2 separate regions of the Sus scrofa genome follow, and region 1 is linked to region 2. A link is a contact called in public HiChIP or PLAC-seq data. All regions are on one chromosome and are shown on one strand. The core of a region is the stretch at or near the end of the contact, and the rest is flanking DNA. Distances in the headings are between cores, read along the strand shown. Region 1 holds the start of KLHL23 (kelch-like protein 23). Region 2 holds the start of SSB (lupus La protein).

Region 1 (4,986 bases), core at 277-2,776, 59 kb after region 2:
GGTTGAAAAGCACTGAATATGCAAAACTAGATGAAGTTCAGCACTCAAGTTATGATGCAAAATTGTGGATAGACTATTTCATAATTTATATGATGGTCAATATAAATTCAGGGTAGCTTAGAGTCTGAAATGAGGCCCCAGGACTGTTCAGCAGTCCTTTGGAGAAGAAATACTGATTTGCTACCCCATTCACCCAATCTCCGCAATCTACCTCAAGCTGTCCGTCCTAGAGAGATCCCACACTTAGCAAACCAAGTGTACGAGGGGTCACCCCACTCGAGGCTGGACCTTGGCCGTCTTGGGTCGGCCCCAGTTCAACCTTTTTCCCTAGCTCCGTCTCCCTTTCAAGTCTCATTGAGATGCCAGGAAAGGGAAGATCGAAACATTAAACTAGAAGAAATCTCGGTAAAGGGAAACCCTGTGCGTCTTTGCTCAGAGAAGGTCAGAAAGAAAAGCAGCCGGACGGCGGCCCCTTCATCCCCGCACCCCCTCCTCCGGCCGCTGCAGGGGTTTCCGCGAGCCGCGTGTCTGGGCCCCAGGGCCCGCGTTCCCGGCGGGGAGACCGTCACCCCCGCGAGGGGCCTCGCGCAGGGACTCGCCTCGAGGGCACCGCACACCGCCCGCCGGGCCAGGTGCCCGCGTCCCTCTGTCCCGGGACGCAGCACAGGTGAGGTACGGAGGTCGTCGGTCGCCCTGCGCTCGGCCCTGCCCGCCGCCCGCGCGGCCATTGTCTCCGCGTCTCTGCCGCGGGCGGGCTCTGGAGGCGGCGCGGCCTCGCTCCCCAGCGCCCGGCTCCGCTCGCTTCCCGCCCGCTGGCCTCGGGCAGCGGGTGCGCCCCGCACCTACCTCCGGCGACGGCTCCGGGACGGGACGCAGTGCGGGCCCGCGGGCTAGGGGCGAGCGGGGGCGGAGGTGCCTCCGGACCCTCTGACCATCTTTGGAAGAGGCGCGGCGGAGGCTGCCTGCTAGTGCAGCTCCAGCCCACAAGCGGCTCCTATTTTGGTGCCCCGGCTGCTCCCCGCCTCCAACCGAACAGCCCCCCGCGTGGCTGGGGCGCGGGGGCCACTCGCGGGAACTCTCGGGTGGCGGAGCCGCGCTGTGGGCAGAGGCAGGCGCGTGGCTGCGGCCCCTCTCCGTTGGGTACCCCCTGCATCAGGTGGGATGGCTTCCCCCAGGAGACCGCCCGCACAGCTAGCTTTCCCCTTGGACTTGTCCGCCCCCCACCGCCCCGCCACAAACACACACACACACACACACACACACACACACACACACACACACCAGCGTTTTCTCTGTAAACTTTGTAAGTTCTAAATTAAGACTTACAGGCTGGGAGGGGTCTCCCTTTTCACTCCTTCAGTAGCTCTCCCTAGCCCAGGCCCTAATGCTGGGGGAGGAATTGCGGGGTGGGGTGGGGTGAGGTGGAGAGAATGCAGCAAACCTAAAGGTCTCGGGTTGAGGCTGCCTTCAAACTGCCAGAAGCAGCTGCCGCCTTCCCACGAACTCCATCCCGCCCCCAGCAGAGCACTCTGAAGGGAGTTAACTGTGGGTTAACCTGCAGCTTTGAGAAAAACTGGGAGCAACCAGGGCCAAAGACTCAGGTTACAGTATTTAGAGCAGAGTAGCTGGAAGGAACATTCTCCAGTCTTCCTTCCTGGTGACAGCCAGTCTAACCACTTAAAGACGTCCATATGCTACACCAGAAAGTTCATTTTCTTGTCCCAACAAAAGCCAATATCAAATATTTTCATCTGTCATTCATTCATTTGCAAAATTTTATTGAGTGCCCGCTAGGGATAGGCACTGGTAATAGTGTGGTGAAAGACCATAACTCTCATGGAGTTCACAGTCTAGCCAGCTAGAGGGAGGAAGGAGACCGGGAAGAACCACCATAGGTCCAGTGTGCTCAGAATATGGTCTGACAAACAATATACAAACAGAGGATTGTTAGACTGTATAGCTATGACAACAGAACTCTCAATCACACAAGAAGCCCAGGAAGCCAAATCACAATCTCTGCAGCAATTAGACCAGAACAGTCAGGAGGTGGTCAAAGACTGCCAACCTCCCTATTTTTACCCCTACTTCCAATTTAGGACCAACCAGAGAAAGCCAAGTATGCTCCCCAAACCGATCACATAAAACTCCCTGATTCTAGTAGCCATCCCCCAACATTCCCAGGCCAACAACCTACAATCAAAGCATAACTTTTTTTTGGCCATGCACCTTTTTTTGTGGCATGCAGAAATTCCTGGGCCAGGGATGGAAACCAAGCCACAGCAGTAACCAGAACCACAGCAGTGACAATGCTGGATCCTTAACCACCAGGGAACTCCCATCCTTTTTTCCCCCACATTTATAAAGCTTTCCTACTCCCTTACCTGCCTTTGAGCCTCAATCAAACTCAAATGACAGTGGCTGATTCTCTTGCTATAGCAATATCTGAATAAATGGCCTCTGTTCTCATTTCAGTGATTTTTTTTTTGTTTAAATTCCACATGTCAGACCATCTCAATTGAATTATGTGGGATGCTGGTATGCATTACCCCACAAATGCCACAACCTCCCACTACCTGAGGTAGAGACCTAGGAATCTGCATTCTAATCAAAGGGATCAGGTGATTCCTTTGACAATTAGGAGAATACATGTTGAACCCCAAAATGGCAGAAAAATGAAAGGTTTACTATCTCAACATCTGAAAAACAGTTTAGTAGAGAAGAAAAATATGAGATTTTGTTTTGGGCTTAAGATTCATCTCTGCCACTTATCTGTTATGTAGCTTAACTAAACTTCTCTGATCCTTAGTTTTCTGACCTGTAAAACATAAAAAATATCAGTACTTTCTCAACCTAACATAAGGTTTTTGAAAGATAAAACAAAATTATGAAAGTGAAAGCACTCAATGTGGTATAGAAATGTTAACTACTATAATGAAAGGATATTTACACTTAATTCTCCATCACAACCACAATTTTGAAATTAGTTTATTAATATTTCTTCAAAAATTATAAACTTTGTAGTTAACTGTAACTACAGTTTGTCCTTCATAACTGATAGTGATTTTGTTGGTGGTGTTATCATTCAAGGACACAACTATGACTGATTAAAGATGAGCATTCGGGGAGTTCCCATTGTGGTGCAGCAGAAATGAATCCAACTAGGAACAATCCCTGGCCTTGCTCAGTGGGTTGAGGGTCTGGCGTTGCCATGAGCTGTGGTGTAGGTTGCAGACACAGCTCAGATCTGGTGTTGCTATGGCTCTGGTGTAGGCCGGCAGCTACAGCTCCAATTAGACCCCTAGCCTGGGAACATCCATACGCTGCGGGTGCAGCCCGAAAAAAAAAAAAGATGGGCATTCTTTCCGGGGTTGTCACTGAAGTGTGGAGACGGCTGTTTGTAGCTATGATGCTGATTCTGATGTATAGTAAATATTACAGGTTCTGCCTAACTCAGAAAAGGGGCTTCTAAAATCATAATGGCATGTAATGAGTGACTCTAGAACAGAATTCACTATATTGACATTTGTGCAGTTATTTCAGATTGCTGCATAGACCAATTACAACTTTTGCTTCCATTGTCTGAAGTTCCCTGATTGTGAATTATTACTTAAAAGCTATATGTTGATTACATCTCAAAAAAGACCCCAAAAAGTGCATATCAATATATATCAGACTGCTTCAACCTGCCAAGAGAAGATCAAGTGCTAAAGAGTATCTGCAGAAGTAGTTCCTCTTTACCATGTGCTTTATCAAAGAGACCATTGCAAATGCTAATAGATTTGATGCCCTAAGAATCATTAGCATTCATAAGTTAAATAAATTAATGACACTGTTCAAGAAAACAAATGTGTCATCTGTGAATCGAAGTCTCAGGGAAATAAAGAGCCACCATGGAGATAAGACATAAACGACTCATGGCAGATACTGAGCTTGGCATGGAGCTGGAGGCCTTTTGACATCACACTGTACTTTTCAAGACACTTGGCTTCTAAAAATAACAAATTTATTTATTTGCCTTATTGTACATCTCTCCACCAATTATTGCTATGCCATTAAATGTCTGATATGCTAATTGTAATATCATTGTCAATGTGCATAGTAAATGTCCCAGAATATAAGAAAAACTTTGTATACATCATTTAACATACTGGATAAAACAAGTTCATGCTATCTAAAAAAATAATAGGTGTAATTTATAAGGCCAACACACACAGCTGTGTAAGTTGTACACTGCACAATTCCAGCTCATTGCACTTGAGCACCACAAGAGCTGTACTATATACAACTAGCATAGGTCTGTGTGGCTACCCTGGAGCTCCTGTGGCATATGGAGGTTCCCAGGCTAGGGGTCCAATCGGAGCTGTAGCCACTGGCCTACACCAGAGCCACAGCAACGCGGGATCCGAGCCGTGTCTGCAACCTACACCACAGCTCACGGCAACGCCGGATCCTTAACCCACTGAGCAAGGGCAGGGACCGAACCCGCAACCTCATGGTTCCTAGTCGGATTCGTTAACCACTGCGCCACGACGGGAACTCCGGAAAAGCTTTTTTAGTATGCTTCCTGGAAAAGGAGAGTGAACATTCTCATGATTGGCTAACAAGTGCTTTTGCAAGTCAGAGGTTTTCAATTCCTTGTTTTCAACAAAAGTCAAAGAACATTTTTGGTAAATAACTTGGAAAGATTCTATGAAATTAGCGGCATTGCTATTGTAAAATTCCTCTCATTCCCATCTAGTTTGTCTGTGTGAGCAAATTTTTCTCAGGGATTATATCTACAGACATGAAAAAGAGGAATATAGTTGATCCTAAACTCTGTCTGATGTCAGCAGTAGCAATATTCAGCCAAGGATAGATGATCAAAATGAAAAGAAAATAGCTCAATTCCTAAGATTGAGATAGTTTTTGATAAATTTTCACTTTTATTTAAATGTATTTATGTTATTTGGTCAATTATAGTAACTGTAATGTTAATCAGCCCATAAA
Region 2 (4,792 bases), core at 1,272-3,771:
CAAGTAACATAATCTGAATTTTCTCAGTAATAAATTAAGGGATAATTTCCCACACAGCCATTACTGATACCGTAAAGCATCAACTTAAATAAAACATCTAAATTCAAAAAAAATGCCAAGAGAACTTTAAAGAGATAATTCTGTTAAAAAAGTTAAACAGCTGAAAGGAACTAACTGGGCAGAAAATACTACTAGGACCTTCAAGAATAAAATGCTATTTAACAGGGAAGATATTTTACAAAGAATTTTTACATTATGTGCTAGGCACTATTTCAAGTGTCTTACATTTTACCAATTAACATAATTCTCACAGCCACCTTATGAGGGTACTACTACTATTATTCCCACTTTAGAGACTAGAAAATTAAAGCACAAAAAAGTAACACTAGTCTGTAGCATTATCCTTTGAAAGGTTTTTGTCTTTGGGTTTCAGAAAATGACTCCATCTATACAAAAATGTATACTACTGTATGTTTTCTAACTCCAATAATAAACGACTCACCAAATGATCACTATACTGAAATTAAAAGCTCTGTTTTTGTTTTGAGGCCCTAAATTTCCTTTCAAAGAGCCTGTTTTTGCAGTGTAATACCACAACAATCATACCTCAATTTGATGACAGATTTTGGCCTCCAGAGCAGCCAGTTTTTCATTATCACCATTTTCAGCCATTGTGGCGGATCTGTAAAATTTCCCATATTGGCATAAGGAGGTTATTTTTCACATAAAACTCAAGACCATTTTTTAAGTTTTAAAATTATTAGTATCCCAACATTTTCCTAAAAATCACTATTTTTTCATTTCAAAGGTTCAATTTTTCTACTCAATCCTCAAATTCCAACCAAAGAAACTTTGATGGAAAACGGAAAAGCTATGGATAATCTACACCCTTTTCAGTAAATCACTGTTCCAGCTTCTTCCTACAACACAGTGAGTGGTTAATCCTCATTTAGATGATCTAGAAAGCTTTGGGGGGGAAAAACTCCATTCAACCACTTACCAACCATTACTAGATTTAAACAGATCACCATCTGTCAGTATATTACCATGGATCTCAGCCTAGTTTGGTGTGGGTCGAATTTCTTTTGAAATTAGTCACAGCTGACTTACCAAAAACTTATGAACAAGATTATACATCAAAACTTTAAGATAAAAAGAATTCAAACATCACAGTCACGATTAGATTAAATGGTGATTTGAGAGCCTGGGGACACTAATACAACATTAAACTAGGAGTATGCCTATTAATTTTCTAATATATTGGTTAATCTTACAGCCAGTTTCCTGTTTCACATCCCCGACAATAACACTGCAGGAAAAAAAAAATCCCGGACAATACCAACTGTGAAGTTGGTTTGCTAGGAATAACAAAGTCTTCTGACTTCAAATTACTTGCTTCTAGTGCTCTACCAAACCATCGAAATACAATGTTCAATAGTGTATTTATAAGGATTCATCAAGGATATCTGCCATTGATCAACTCTAACGATGAACTGTGACTGGTACACTTCTTGGAAGCATCATTTTATATACTATAATTGCTATGCAACAACCTGGATGCACAATGGAAAATCTCATACGGTGCAACATTTCTTTACAAAATATGATCAATCTTATGAACTGGTTTGTCGACCACAATTTCTAAGCTATTACCGTGATGTAGGGCCCCCTACAAAGAAAAGGGTGAGATAAAAGAACTATTTAGTCCTCGTAAGACTTCTTGGGCCTACCCAATTTTGGAACTTCGTTTCATGAGATACCTTCCCAGAATGTACAACTAAAAGTGTAACATTTACCCACACTTTCCAATTTCCCCCCGAAGCCTTTTTGTGAGTCAATGAGAACCATAAAAATCCAAGAGGGACGCCAGGGGAACGCCTGCGGCCCCTATTCCTCGGCCTCCAGTCTGTATCACATGATCCAAAAAACCCGTCGGCGTTTAACCCACGCCAACCTTCCCACAAACTTACACAGTCGAACATCTGCTTTCGGCGACACAGGAAAGCGGTGGAGGTACGAAACCTTAAAGATGCAGTGGGGGAGGCGGGCAGCCCGCGTCCAAAGAACGCGCGAGCGCCGCGTCCCAAAGCAACCATTGGATCGCCTGGGCCCCAGTCAAGTGCGGGAAACCTCCCCCTGCTCCTACGAGGAACGAACCTCGCGATGGCCTGCGCACCTCCCCCCGCCGCCCCGCCACCAGCTCAGCGCGCCGCCTCCGGCTGCGGCCCACGCGGCGCTCGCCCCGAACGCGAGGAAGGCGAGGGGCGGACGCACCCAGCGTGAGGCAGCAAGGAAAGGGAACGCGCCGTCGCGCGCCACGCAAAGCAGACCCTTTTGTACCTTCATCTCTTAGCTACCGGGAGTTGCTCACCTTTAAGTTCCCGGTCCCACACAGCCGCGCCACAGGGTCACTAACAGCGACAGCAACGTCCGGACTTCCCAACGCCGCCAAATGCCCGACGCGCGTAAAGAAGATGGGGGCCGTCCCGGCAGCCCTTGCGGCCAGAGTGGGCGGGGCTTCGGGCGTGCCGGAGCCGGTTCCGCGCTCTGAGCATGCGCCTGGGCCTCGGGCCCGAGGCCACAGGAGTCCCACCCACCGTTCGAGGAGATTGGGTTAGGAAGTCCCGCCGGATATTGAAGGGTGTTAGGATAAATGTTTCTTTTTACGTATTTCTGGATGGCATTTGTATTTCCAGCCCTTCATTAGGCTCTCTGTTTTCTAAAATGTTTGTTTTTTTCCCCTAGAAGCTATCCTTTTAAAAATTATTTAAATTTTCAGTGATTTTTCTCCCTTAAAAAAAAAAAGACAAATTTTTTAAAAAAGGAAAGACGGAGTTTTAGAGTTGAGATAACAATAGAGAGTTCAAGAGCTGGAATTCTGAAATCACACTGCCTGTATTCAAATAAAGGCTCTTCAGTTTACAGACTGTGACCTTGGGCACTTTACTCAACTTCTCTATCCCTCACATGTAAAATGGAGCAAATAATAAATATCACGTATCTCATACAGTTGTGAGCATTAAATGTGATAAAGCATATATACCTTGCCAGGAACTGTGCCTGACATATAGTAAGAGAAGCAGCATATATTAATTTAAAACAAACAGGAGTTCCCGTTGTGGCTCAATGGTTTAAGAACCCGACAAGTATCCATGAGGATGTGGATTAGAGGATCTGGTGTTCCCCGAAGCTGGAGTGTAGGTCGCACACCCGATTGACCCAGCGTTACTGTGGCTGTGACTGATTGGACCCCTAGCCTGGGAACTTCCATATGCAGCAGGTGTGGCCTTAAAAAGGGGGGGCGGGGGGACAAAACTTGTCATTTTAGTAGTTCCCATCATGGCTCAGTGGAAATGATTCTGACTAGTATCCATGAGGATGCAGATTCCATCCTGGCCTCGCTCAGTGAAGTTAAGGATGCAGTGTTGAGGAGAACTGTGGTGTAGGTCACAGATGTGCTTCTATATGGCATTGCTGTGGCTGTGGCATAGGCCAGTGGCTACAGCTCCCATTCGACCCCTAGCCTGGGAACCTCCATATGCTGCGAGTGTGGCCCTAAAGACAAAAAAAAAAAAAAAAAAAAAAAGTCATTTTAGATGACCAAAATGCTATCTAGTTCGGAAATCTGTTGCCTCTACTAAAGACTTTTCCTATTAGTACATTTTTTGCACAATAATTTTAGTTTAAATGTTCCTTTTTGTTGGAGTTCCCTCTGTGGCACAACAGGATGAATGTGCCATCCTCCTCCTCCTCCCCTCTCCCTCCATCCATGCGCAGGGATGACGGTTCCCTCCCAGGAGGGCAGTGGGTTAAGGATCCTGTGTTGCTGCAACTGTTGTGTAGGTCACAATTCTAGCTTGGATTGGATCCCTGGCAGGGAACTCCATATGTCCCAGGGACTGCCACAAAAAAAAAAAAAAAAAAAAAGAGTTCCCTCAGGCTGGAGCATGTTAAGGATCCCAGGTTGTGATTGCAGAGCTGTGGCATGAGTTTGTGAGTTCGATCACTGGCCGGAGAACTTCCACGTGCCCTGAGCGATGGTGGCAGCAGCATCATCATCATCATGGTCACTTAAAGGAGTTTTTTCTTTCTTTCTTTTTTTTTTCAGGGCAACACTGGATCATTAAAGGAGTTTTTTCTTGTAGTAAGGCAATCTTTTATTTTCCCCCAAGTTTTCTTGAAAATTTGAAATGATATTGGTGAAATAGCCTGTTAAATGATCTCAAAGGTTTTTGGCAGTCCCAAAACAGATCAAATGATTTTATTTGTAAAACAATGCAGTAATAGATTCAGTCCAGATAGTGTATCAAGCCAATGAGAAAACTATTTCTCTCTGTCTCTGTTTTTTTTTTTTTTTTTTTTTTTGTCCTTTTTAGGGCCACACTCACAGCATATGGAGGTTCCCAGGCTAGGGGTCTAATCAGAGCTACAGCTGCTGGCCACGGCCACAGCCACAGCAACGCAGGATCCGAGCCTCGTCTGCAACCTACATCACAGCTCACGGCAACACCAGATCGTTAATCCACTGAGCAAGGCTAGGGATCGAACTCGCAACCTCATGGTTCCTAGTCGGATTTGTTTCCACTGAGCCACGACAGGAACTCTGAGAAAGCCATTAATGGAGTTATGCTCAGCTAGTTTAAATCCAAATTAATGGTGTTCTCTTTTATCCACTTAACAAATATTTATCTACCTCCTACCTGGTGCCAGGACAAAATAAAAACTTAATTCACTTTTTGATCAAGTCAGTCAGAATATAGGTATTTAACAGAACAAATAATACAAATGTCGG

Evidence for each region. HiChIP or PLAC-seq counts read pairs in DNA pulled down with a chosen protein or histone mark.
Region 1: a contact with region 2 is called in an H3K27ac HiChIP or PLAC-seq map of skeletal muscle. The contact joins the promoter of KLHL23 here to the promoter of SSB in region 2. A contact is called at or near these places in 2 of 47 Hi-C or Micro-C datasets (brain and epiblast stem cells) and 1 of 2 datasets of contacts at active chromatin or transcription factors (skeletal muscle).

The regions. Positions count from the first base shown.
Region 1 is chr15:76,025,685-76,030,670 of Sscrofa11.1, reverse strand. KLHL23 (kelch-like protein 23) reads right to left here and starts at 1,526. Exons shown (of 4, transcript XM_021076501.1): 1 at 1,327-1,526.
Region 2 is chr15:76,086,316-76,091,107 of Sscrofa11.1, reverse strand. SSB (lupus La protein) reads right to left here and starts at 2,521. Exons shown (of 12, transcript XM_001924998.6): 1 at 2,372-2,521; 2 at 607-682. The coding sequence starts at 672.